Regions from separate parts of the Mus musculus genome. Here region 2 is linked to region 1. A link is a contact called in public HiChIP or PLAC-seq data. All regions are on one chromosome and are shown on one strand. Each heading gives the region's core, a stretch centred on a gene start, on an enhancer-like site or on the middle of the called end of the contact. The rest is flanking DNA. Distances are from core to core; before and after follow the strand shown.

Region 1 (4,465 bases), core at 1,102-3,601:
ACTAAGAACGAAACCAGCAGGGGGCGCTCTGCTTGCTCTCACAGTCCAGCCCTGACAGCACAGACTAAGTGGAAATGTGGAACATAATGCATCAGGTACAATGGAAGCTCAGAAACCTTAAGTTTAAAGCACAGAATTTTGACTGAGGCAAAGCAGGTGTGCAGAGGTTCCAGGGACAGTTTTTTTTTTTTTTTTTGTTATTTGCTTTTTAAGTTGTTTTTGTTTTTTGAGATAGAGTTTCGTGGGGCTGAGGCTGGCCTCAAACATACTGTGCAGTGAAGAATAATCTTGAACTGCTGACCTTTCACCTCTACTTCCTAAGTGCTGTGATTATAGGTGTGTGCTACTATATCCGATTAGCCCCTGGTATATGTGTGTGTGTGTGTGTGTATGTATGTGTGTGTGTATATATGTGTGCTATGTATATGAATATTTTGCATGCATGTATGTTTCTGTACCCCATTCATTCAGAGTTTTTGTGCCTATGGAAGCCAAAAGAGGGCATCAGATCCCCTGGGCCTGAAGTTACCTATGGTTGTGAGTAGCCATGAACCTGGGCTCATGGTTTCCCAGTTAGGCTGGAGGCCGGGCCCCGTTGTCCTCCTATCTCTGCTGGTCTCAGAGCTGGCATTCCAGCCATACACACAATGCCCAGTGTGTTCCACGGGGCTGGGATGTTTTCGTGATTGTGCTGCAAGCTCTCTGATCCTCTGTGGCACTCCAACAACATTGACAGTCCACTTACTTGTTCTTATTTTTATTTATTTTTAAATTATGTGTGCAGTTGTGTGTCTGTCTGTGGGTATGTGGGTGTGTGTGAGTGAATACCTGTGAAGTCCAGAACACGGCATCAGATCTCCTGGAGCTGGAACTAAGGACTGTTGTGACCTACCTGACTTAGGTGCTGGCAACCAGACTCAGGTCCTCTGCAGGTGCAGTCTACGCTCTTTTTTGTTTGTTTGTTTTTTGTTTTGATTTTTTTTTTGAGACAGGGTTTCTCTGTGTAGCCCTGGCTGTCCTGGAACTCACTCTGTGGACCAGGCTGGCCACAAACTCAGAAATCCACCTGCCTCTGCCTCACAAGTGCTGGGACTAAGGCATGTGCCACCACTGCCCCAGCAGCAGTTAAATCTTTAACCACTGTGACTGGGTTTTACAAAGACTGTTTATAATGGTTAATTGTGGGCTGGGTGTGTAGCTCAGTAGCCCAGCCCATGCTTTCTGAGGCCTGAGAGATGACTCAGTTGTAAAGGGCTTTGTTGCTCTTGCAGAAGACCTTGGTTTGGTTTCCAGCATCCACAATGGTAGCTCAAAACTGCCTGTAATTCCAGTTCCATGTTCTCTTCTGGCCTCCAATATATACACACCAGGCAGTGGTGGCGCACGCCTTTAATCCCAGCACTTGGGAGGCAGAGGCAGGTGAATTTCTGAGTTTGATCTACAAAGTGAGTTCCAGGACAGCCAGGGCTATACAGAGAAACCCTGTCTCAAAAACAAACAAACAAACAAACAAACAAACAAGAAAAAATATATTTGTGTGTGTGATGTGTATAATATGTTCCTGTGGGTTAGTGCAGATGTACATACATACATGCAGAGTACAGAGATCAACATGAGGTGTCTTTTGGCTGCCTCTTTTCTTCCTTTTTTAGATTTTTCGTGATAGGGTTTCTCTGTGTAGCCTTGGCTGTCCTGGATTTCTCTCTGTATACCAGGCTGGCCTCAAACTGCTGGTCTGCCTGTTTCTGCTAACTCCAGAGTGCTGGAATTAATGGTGTGAGTGTGCCTCCGTTGCCTGGCTCCTCTATCTCTTTTTATCTTCTGTCTGTCTGTCTTTCTGTCAGTCAGTCTATCTACATATCTATCTATATAACGACAGAGTCTCTCGGCTGAAATGGAACTTTCTACGTAGTCTGGCCTCAAACTTAAAGATATCTGCTGCTCTGCCGTCCAAGTGCACCACCACTTCCTGGCTTCAAAAATATAATTTTAAGAATAGCTAAAGTCGCCGGGTAGTGGTGGCACACGCCTTTAATCCCGGCACTTGGAGGCCAGCCTGGTCTACAGAGTGAGTTCCAGGACAGCCAGGGCTACATAGAGAAACTCTGTCTTGAAAAACAAACAAACAAAAAGAACGGCTAAAGTCTAAGTTAATTCGGCCACCAAATGATTAGGTAATCTTAGACAAAACACGTCTTCAATAAGTCAAACTTTAACATGGAAGTGCGAATCTCTGAAATTCAACTAGATTCCTAATCTAAAATTGCTACAATCGCGCGCAGATTCGCCAAAGGAAGTAGTTTGTCCTTCGCGGCTCACCGTCTGCGCAGCCTCCGACAGCGGTCGTAGGCTCCGCCCCCTGCGCTCCGGACGGCGGGAAAACCCAATTGACAGAACTCCCGCCGAAGCCCCACTAGTCCGATCTGCGTTCTGTGGGGCTCGAGCGCTTATTCTGGAGAATCTGCCCCGGGGGCACCTTGTATTGTCCCGCCGCCACCTCGGGGCCTGAGCCCGGGCTTCCCGTACATCTCTGTCTGAGTCTGACTCGGCGGCCCTGGGCCCAGCCTCTCACTCGCGTCCGGCCGGTGGTCTCTACGAGACCCGAGACGGGCTCCCCGGCTCGCAGCTCGCTCCCACTGGACCTGCCGCCCCTATGGCCTCCAGCCAGGCTGGGCCGGACCTCTGAAGGGCCTAGGAGCCCGGGTTCTAGGAGGCAGAGATCATGGTGGGGGTCCTGAGCATGGCGGCGGCTGCAGCACCCCTTCCTGTGAAGGACTACGAGATTGAGGTGAGGATCCGTCAAGTTCCTTTCTGCCAGTGTTGGGGAATTGTGGCGTGAGGATGGGGGGAGTCCTGCGTGCTTCTGGGACGAGGAAGGAGGGACACGATGACCCACAGTCATAATTTTGTGTGGGATAGTTGCCTCAGTGTGCCGTGTAAAGCTCTCACAAAAGCGTTGGCATTTTAAGATATTTTCGGGCTGGTTGTTAAGTCAGGATTTGAAAACTACAGTTCCCGGGTCCTTGAAACGTTGGTGGAATAGCATGTCACCAAGGATTTCAGGGTCACTTTCTTTGTTCATGATGATGTGGGATCACAGAACGGCGAAGAAGATGAAGCTTTAAGTTCAGCTAGTCCCGTACTAATACCTGTCCTAGGAATTCCATTTAGAATGTCACTTAAATGGATCAAGTAAGGAACTTACCGTGACCGCAGAGCTTAATGTAATGTAGTTAAGAGTCTCAGTGACATGTAGGTGCTTAATATTTACCATGTTTTAGAGAATACACTAAGTAGAGGACAGTGCTTAATGTAGGAAGCCCTTGCTTTCTGAGAAAGAAAGAGAAATATATACTAAACAACTATAAAGATATTCTATGCCGTTTAGAAGTAGTTTTTAGGATCTTAAAGTACATCTCTGACCTACTTTTTCTTCTGTCATCATTACAGGCTTGTGCCTCTTCAGAGATGCTATGGTTTTTATACACCATATACCAGGCTAGCTTTCTGATGTGTTCTGGTGCCCTTAAAGTGAGCTAAGATGTGTATTCACTTAAATTCTAATTCTTAATTTTTATAATTAAGTAACTTTTTCAGCTACAGAATATTTATATTATTTACTGTGTAGCACAGCACATCTCAAATTCATCACCTACTCACCTCAGCCTGCTTATTCAGGGATCACAGGAATGCACCATTCACACCCCGTTAATCGAGTTTTTTTTTTTTTTAAAAGATTTATTTAAATGAGGACACTGTAGCTGTCTTCAGACACACCAGAAGACATCATATCTCATTACAGATGGTTGTGAGCCACCATGTGGTTGCTGAGAATTGAACTCAGGACCTCTGGAAGAGCAGTCAGTGCTCTTAACCGCTGAGCCATTTCTCCAGCCCCAAGTTATATTTTAAAAATTAATTTGCTTAAGATTTCCATACCAGTAGATGTCAGGTCTAGTACTTGAACTTAGATCTTACTTGAGTGTCTGTTGTGTGGTGCCTCTGATACCATCTCAAAGCTTTAAAGATGATAATAATAAATTCACTTTTAATTCACTTATTATTTCAACATATTTAATTTTACCTCATTTATCTAAATGGTCAAAATTTGTCCCAATATCGTTTATTATTCCTGCCAGTTATTTTGAATGTTATTTTTACCCCTTACAAATTCTTCTTACCCTTTAAAATTATTTTGTTACATTTATTTATTTATTGTATGTGCCAGGATCAGCATATGTGTGAAGATCAGAGGACAACTTGTGAGAAGAGAAGGCTGGTGAATCTCTTAGTTTGAGGCCAACTTGATCTAGAGAGAGTTCCAGGATAGCCAAAGCTACATAGAGAAACTTTCTCAAAAACAAAAACAAACAAACAAACAAACAAAAAAACCCCCAAAATTCAATAATTCAAATATATGAGCCTATGGTAGGCATTCTTAATCAAACCATCACCACAACATATT
Region 2 (4,516 bases), core at 1,120-3,619, 480 kb before region 1:
GCTATGGTCCTCTCCCAGGACCTGTAACCTTTCCTTCATCGTGTGGAGGAGCGGCACCAGGGCTTCTGGCTGGAGCTGCCTTAATTTGTTTTGCCTCGGAAGCTAAAACGTGATTCCCCAGAGGCTGTGAGGTCTTCAGCCCAATTGCAGCTTCTGAGGAAGAGAGGAAGGCATTTCATTTGAGTGTGGGAGAAACCCCAGTAAAGTTCTAGGATGAACAGTGCCCCTCCAGCAGCCCCAAGAATCAGCCAGGCATGGTGGCGCACGCACTCGGGAGGCAGAGGCAGGTGGATTTCTGAGTTCGAGGCCAGCCTGGTCTACAAAGTGAGTTCCAGGACAGCCAGGGCTACACAGAGAAACCCTGTCTTGAAAAACAAAAAACAACAACAAAAACCCAAAAGAATCAACAGTGTCCACAGAGGCCCTGACACTGGGCTGGAGGATACCAGAGACCACTTGCCCACGGTGTGACCCCTAGTGTGCCCCTCCCTTGGGGAAGCATTGTCCAAGTGTCCTTCTTCCCCCTTACAGGCTGAGCTCCCTGGCCCACAGCCAGGAAACAGTTCCCAGGGGTGCGCCCTGCCTTGCCCTCATTAATTCTTAATCTTCCTAAACCTTAAAAAAACCAAAGCAAGTAGCATGCATAGATTGGACCTGGCTTCAGAATTCAGGACTGGGCCATCAATGTCAACTAGAACTCTGCTAGTCCAAGGATGGCTGGGATTGGCCTGGTGCTAGGAGCAGTTAGAAAGGCAGGCTCAAGAGGGAGGGCCAGGGGATGTAGCTCAGTTGGTAGAATGTTTGTCTATCATGCACAAAGCTCTGATTCCCTGCACTTCATGGAGACAGGCATAAACAGTGTACAGTAACAGGCAGCACTAATCCCAAACACGCTACAGGTAGACACAAGATAAGGAGTTCAAGGCCAACCTGGGCTACCTGAGACCCTGCCTCAAAATAAATAAATAAAAACAAAAATAAAAAATGAGAAAGGAAAGGAAAAGAAAAAGGGAAAGACCGAAAAGCAGCCTTGCAAAGTGAGAACCTCCACCCAACTGATTGGTCGAGAGTCTCCCAGTCTCTGTCCTGTCAGTAGCTCAGAGTAGGGGTATCCATGTCTTTCCTCCCCACTGAGAGAACAGGGCGGTGGTGGCTGTGCCTTTGAGCTATCATGTACCCCGATGTACCCTGGGCCTCAAACTCATCTGCCCGCACCCTGTGGACCTCAGCACACCTGGGGGCTGGTGTTGGCTGAGTGACCGAGAGAAGAAGCTGTGTTTGTGGCCTTCCCTGAAGCAGGTCACTGAAGCCATAGGACAAAACCTTGTCCCTCACAGTCAGCCAGAGCCACCCGTGTCCTCTTGGTGGAGACAAGTTCCCTCTTCTGCCACGGCTGCCCTTGCAGACCGGTCTGTGTCATCAGTGAGACAATGGAAGACTGGCCGGGAGGGCCTTGTGTCTGAGAGTCCAGGGGACCTGGATTTGTGATCAGGCAGACATGCCACCCTGGCCGACCAAAACCTACCCGATGCCCCAGGTGCATTGGTCACCATCTCCTTTTCTATAGAGATTCAGGAAATGACCCCTAGGTGTCAACCTGGCCTCCCTGTGTCTGTCACACCAGAAGCAAACTTCCTTCTTTCCATCCCCACATGGCCCTGGCTTCTCTTCTGGACTGGACTGGCCTCATTAAGCTCTACCTGTCTTCCCCCCCTATACCTTCCAGCACCTTCCTAAGTACAAACCTGGGTCCTTGAGCCCCTGCTAATCACTACCCTCACCCCCAGCAGAGGACATGGTGACTTCCTGGCCAGCTTCCCTGCCCTCTGTGTTCTCCAGCCACCAAAGCAGGTGCTGCACCCCCAACCAGCTGGTACCACTGCCGCCTGTCCTGAGCTCCTGTCCACCCCTCCCATGTCTTCTTGTTCTCTCCACCTTTTCTCTGCTCCCCGGTATTCCCCACAACTGAATGTTTGCTGTGTCCATCCTTTAGGTCCAGCACAGTCACATCCTCTGGCTGCCCCAGTGTGAAGTCCCCAGCCCTCTGGACTCTCCTTCCTTTAAATCTCCACCAACAGGACTCCAGAAACATCCAGGAGGTGACCTTATGGCCACTTCTGTCTTAATTACCCCTGAAATACTGTGAGCCTTCCCTTTTTTACTGTCCCCACCACCCTGCTGGGGTTCTTAAATGATCCAATTCCGTTTTTAAATTCAGCAGATTGAAAACTCTTGTGAGAGGAAACGGAAGGATTAGCCACCAGCCAATATGCAGCCGCCAGCCAGCACGCAGCAGAGCAGCGTCTGCTGAGAGCAGCCTCTGAGGAGAGCAGCTCAGGGAGTTGGGACAGTGTTACTTCTCTAGAGCCTGCGTGTTTCTAAATCCCAGCAGATAATGAGGTGGAATTCAGAGGCTGAGTCATTGGCCTTTGCTCACACCACTGGTGAACGGAAAAGGGGGGATTCCAGCCCAGCTCTGTCTACCACAGAGACCTGGGGTGACATACGGCCCAGACGTGTGGGCGGGTGATCAGTCACCTCCATGCTTTTATGCTCTTCCCAAGGCTATTTTTATTTTACTCCTAATGTACAGCAGGACATCTGTCCTTTCCCTGGGGACTTCCTGGGAGCTTGTCATTCTCCCCGTGGAGCTGAAGAAATGTTTGCTGAAGGCAGGGACAGAGGACAGCCTACTTCAGGGGCCACCCACACGCCTGTCATTTTCATTACTATTCAGACACTAAACAAAGCTCTCGTGGGTGGCCAGAGGGACTCTGCACTGTAGCAGCTCAGACTGATTAAGGGGCCGCTGGTGACACCTGGACATGCTGGATGGAGTCTTGAAAGGGCTCCAGCCACAGCTTAGCTGAGGCTACACTACCCAGGACGGGTGGCCTGGGCCATGGTGACAGGTCTCCTTTCATGGTATCTTACCCTAGCCAGAGACGTCCCAATAGTCCTTCTTCACCACCTTAGCTCTTGAAATTTCCTTCATCTTTTTCACCAACAAACCCTGGAAGGGGGAGGGGTGCTGTGTACACGCGCGTGTGCAGGGTTCAGCTCCTGTGAATAAGCAGGGAGGCCAGAGCAGGATGCCAGGTGGGTGTCCTGCTCTTCCTTATTCCTTTGAGGCAGGGTATCTCCCTGAACCTAGAGCTAGACTGGTTGCCAGCAGGCCCCAGTGATGCCCCTGTCTGCACTCCCAACAGCACTGGGGGTGCACATGCAAGCCATACCCAGCGTTTTACAACACGGTTGCTAGGCTCCAAGCTCAGGTCCATGAGTTGCAGTGGGTGCTCTTACCAGCCCAGGAGAGTTTTTCCATCAGGGACCCTCAGCTTTGGGAAGAAAAACCCATATATGGCTCAAATGCAGAGAAAAAAACCTGCCTGTGTGTGTGTGTGTGTGTGTGTGTGTGTGTGTGTGTGTGTGCTATGTTGAGAAAGCACAGCAGCTCAAAGGTAGCTTCCTAAAGTGGCTTGGAGGCATCACCCTTTGGGAAGATTCTTCCCCAGTGTCACCCAAGATGCATCCTCTCCAGGAAAAGAGGGTAGAGAACCTTTCATGACTGGCTCACCCCTCCCCCATCAGAACCCCTGCAGAGTTCTCTTCCTGTCTCATCTCAGTGAACCGAGGTTTAACAGACATTTGCCTAAAGCAAACTCAGGTTTGGCTCAGTCTGCTCTTTCTGGCCCTGACTGAGGTATCCTGTGCACCTGGTCAAACAGGGGTGGGTCAGGAGGAGAGGAGAGCAGCCATCAGGACCTGCTTCAGGTCTTGCCATTATTTGTGGACATTGGTTGAGTCCTCCACAGGGCCCTGTGCCTTAGAGGGAGACACTGGCTACTCTGGTTTTCATCTCTTCCCTAACCTCGTGTGTACCCCAAACAACCCTGGGGAGACACCCCAACTCTATAGACTCCCAAGGCTGCTGGTATTTAGTGTTATTCAGCGCTTCCATTTTTTTCCAAAAAGGGAAACTGAGGCATAAAGAAGAAGGTGCTCTCCAAGACTCCTGACCAAGTACCTTGATGGTGGAGCTGCAGGCAGGCCCCTCTGCCCATTCCTGCCAGAACCTGTTCCCCTCCAGCTCCCTCAAAGCAAGCACCTTTTCACCCAGCATCCTTGGCGAGCATGGTGCAACGTTCGTTATTCCTTGCTTAGTTATTGTCTTAGTTGATCCTGAGAGTCAGCACTGTAGATGTGTGAAAACCAGTCTTCTAGGGGTAATGTGACTGCACAGATTCCACTGTAGACACAGACCACAATGCCCTGAGCATCCCATGGGGTGCAGGCTTTGGGAGTGGTGATTAGGAACTGACACCAGACTCTTCAGCCTGGCCTAAGGTATGGGGACTGAGTGGTAGGACCCTCTTTGGAAACTCTTCCCTCTCTGTCTGCACCTGGCTCTGTGGGAACTCTTGCCTTGCTCCCCTCTCCGCCCTCCCTGAGAATCCCTCCCTGAGAATTAGCGGAGGTCAGTGGCTGCCTGCACCCTTTGTCTTCTGGATTTCAG

The links. HiChIP or PLAC-seq counts read pairs in DNA pulled down with a chosen protein or histone mark.
Region 2: an HNF4G HiChIP or PLAC-seq map of pancreatic cancer cells shows a contact between it and region 1. The contact joins the enhancer-like site here to the promoter of Atad5 in region 1. A contact is called at or near these places in 1 of 39 promoter capture datasets (liver), 1 of 115 datasets of contacts at active chromatin or transcription factors (pancreatic cancer cells) and 3 of 9 other capture datasets (adipose tissue, liver and pancreatic islet).

The regions. Positions count from the first base shown.
Region 1 is chr11:80,087,049-80,091,513 of GRCm38.p6, forward strand. It overlaps Atad5 (ATPase family, AAA domain containing 5), which reads left to right and starts at 2,352. Exons shown (of 23, transcript NM_001029856.2): 1 at 2,352-2,788. The coding sequence starts at 2,723.
Region 2 is chr11:79,608,787-79,613,302 of GRCm38.p6, forward strand. All of the region lies in intron 1 of Rab11fip4 (RAB11 family interacting protein 4 (class II)), which reads left to right. It overlaps Rab11fip4os1 (RAB11 family interacting protein 4 (class II), opposite strand 1), which reads right to left. Exons shown (of 3, transcript NR_003283.1): 3 at 1-153. Among named protein-coding and RNA genes, the nearest start is that of Rab11fip4os1, 12 kb to the right of the region's middle. Within about 2 kb of position 2,370, at least 167 of the 459 cell types and tissues checked have an H3K27ac peak or open chromatin away from gene starts, as enhancers often do. A contact at or near this core is called in pancreatic cancer cells and pancreatic islet, where this site is marked.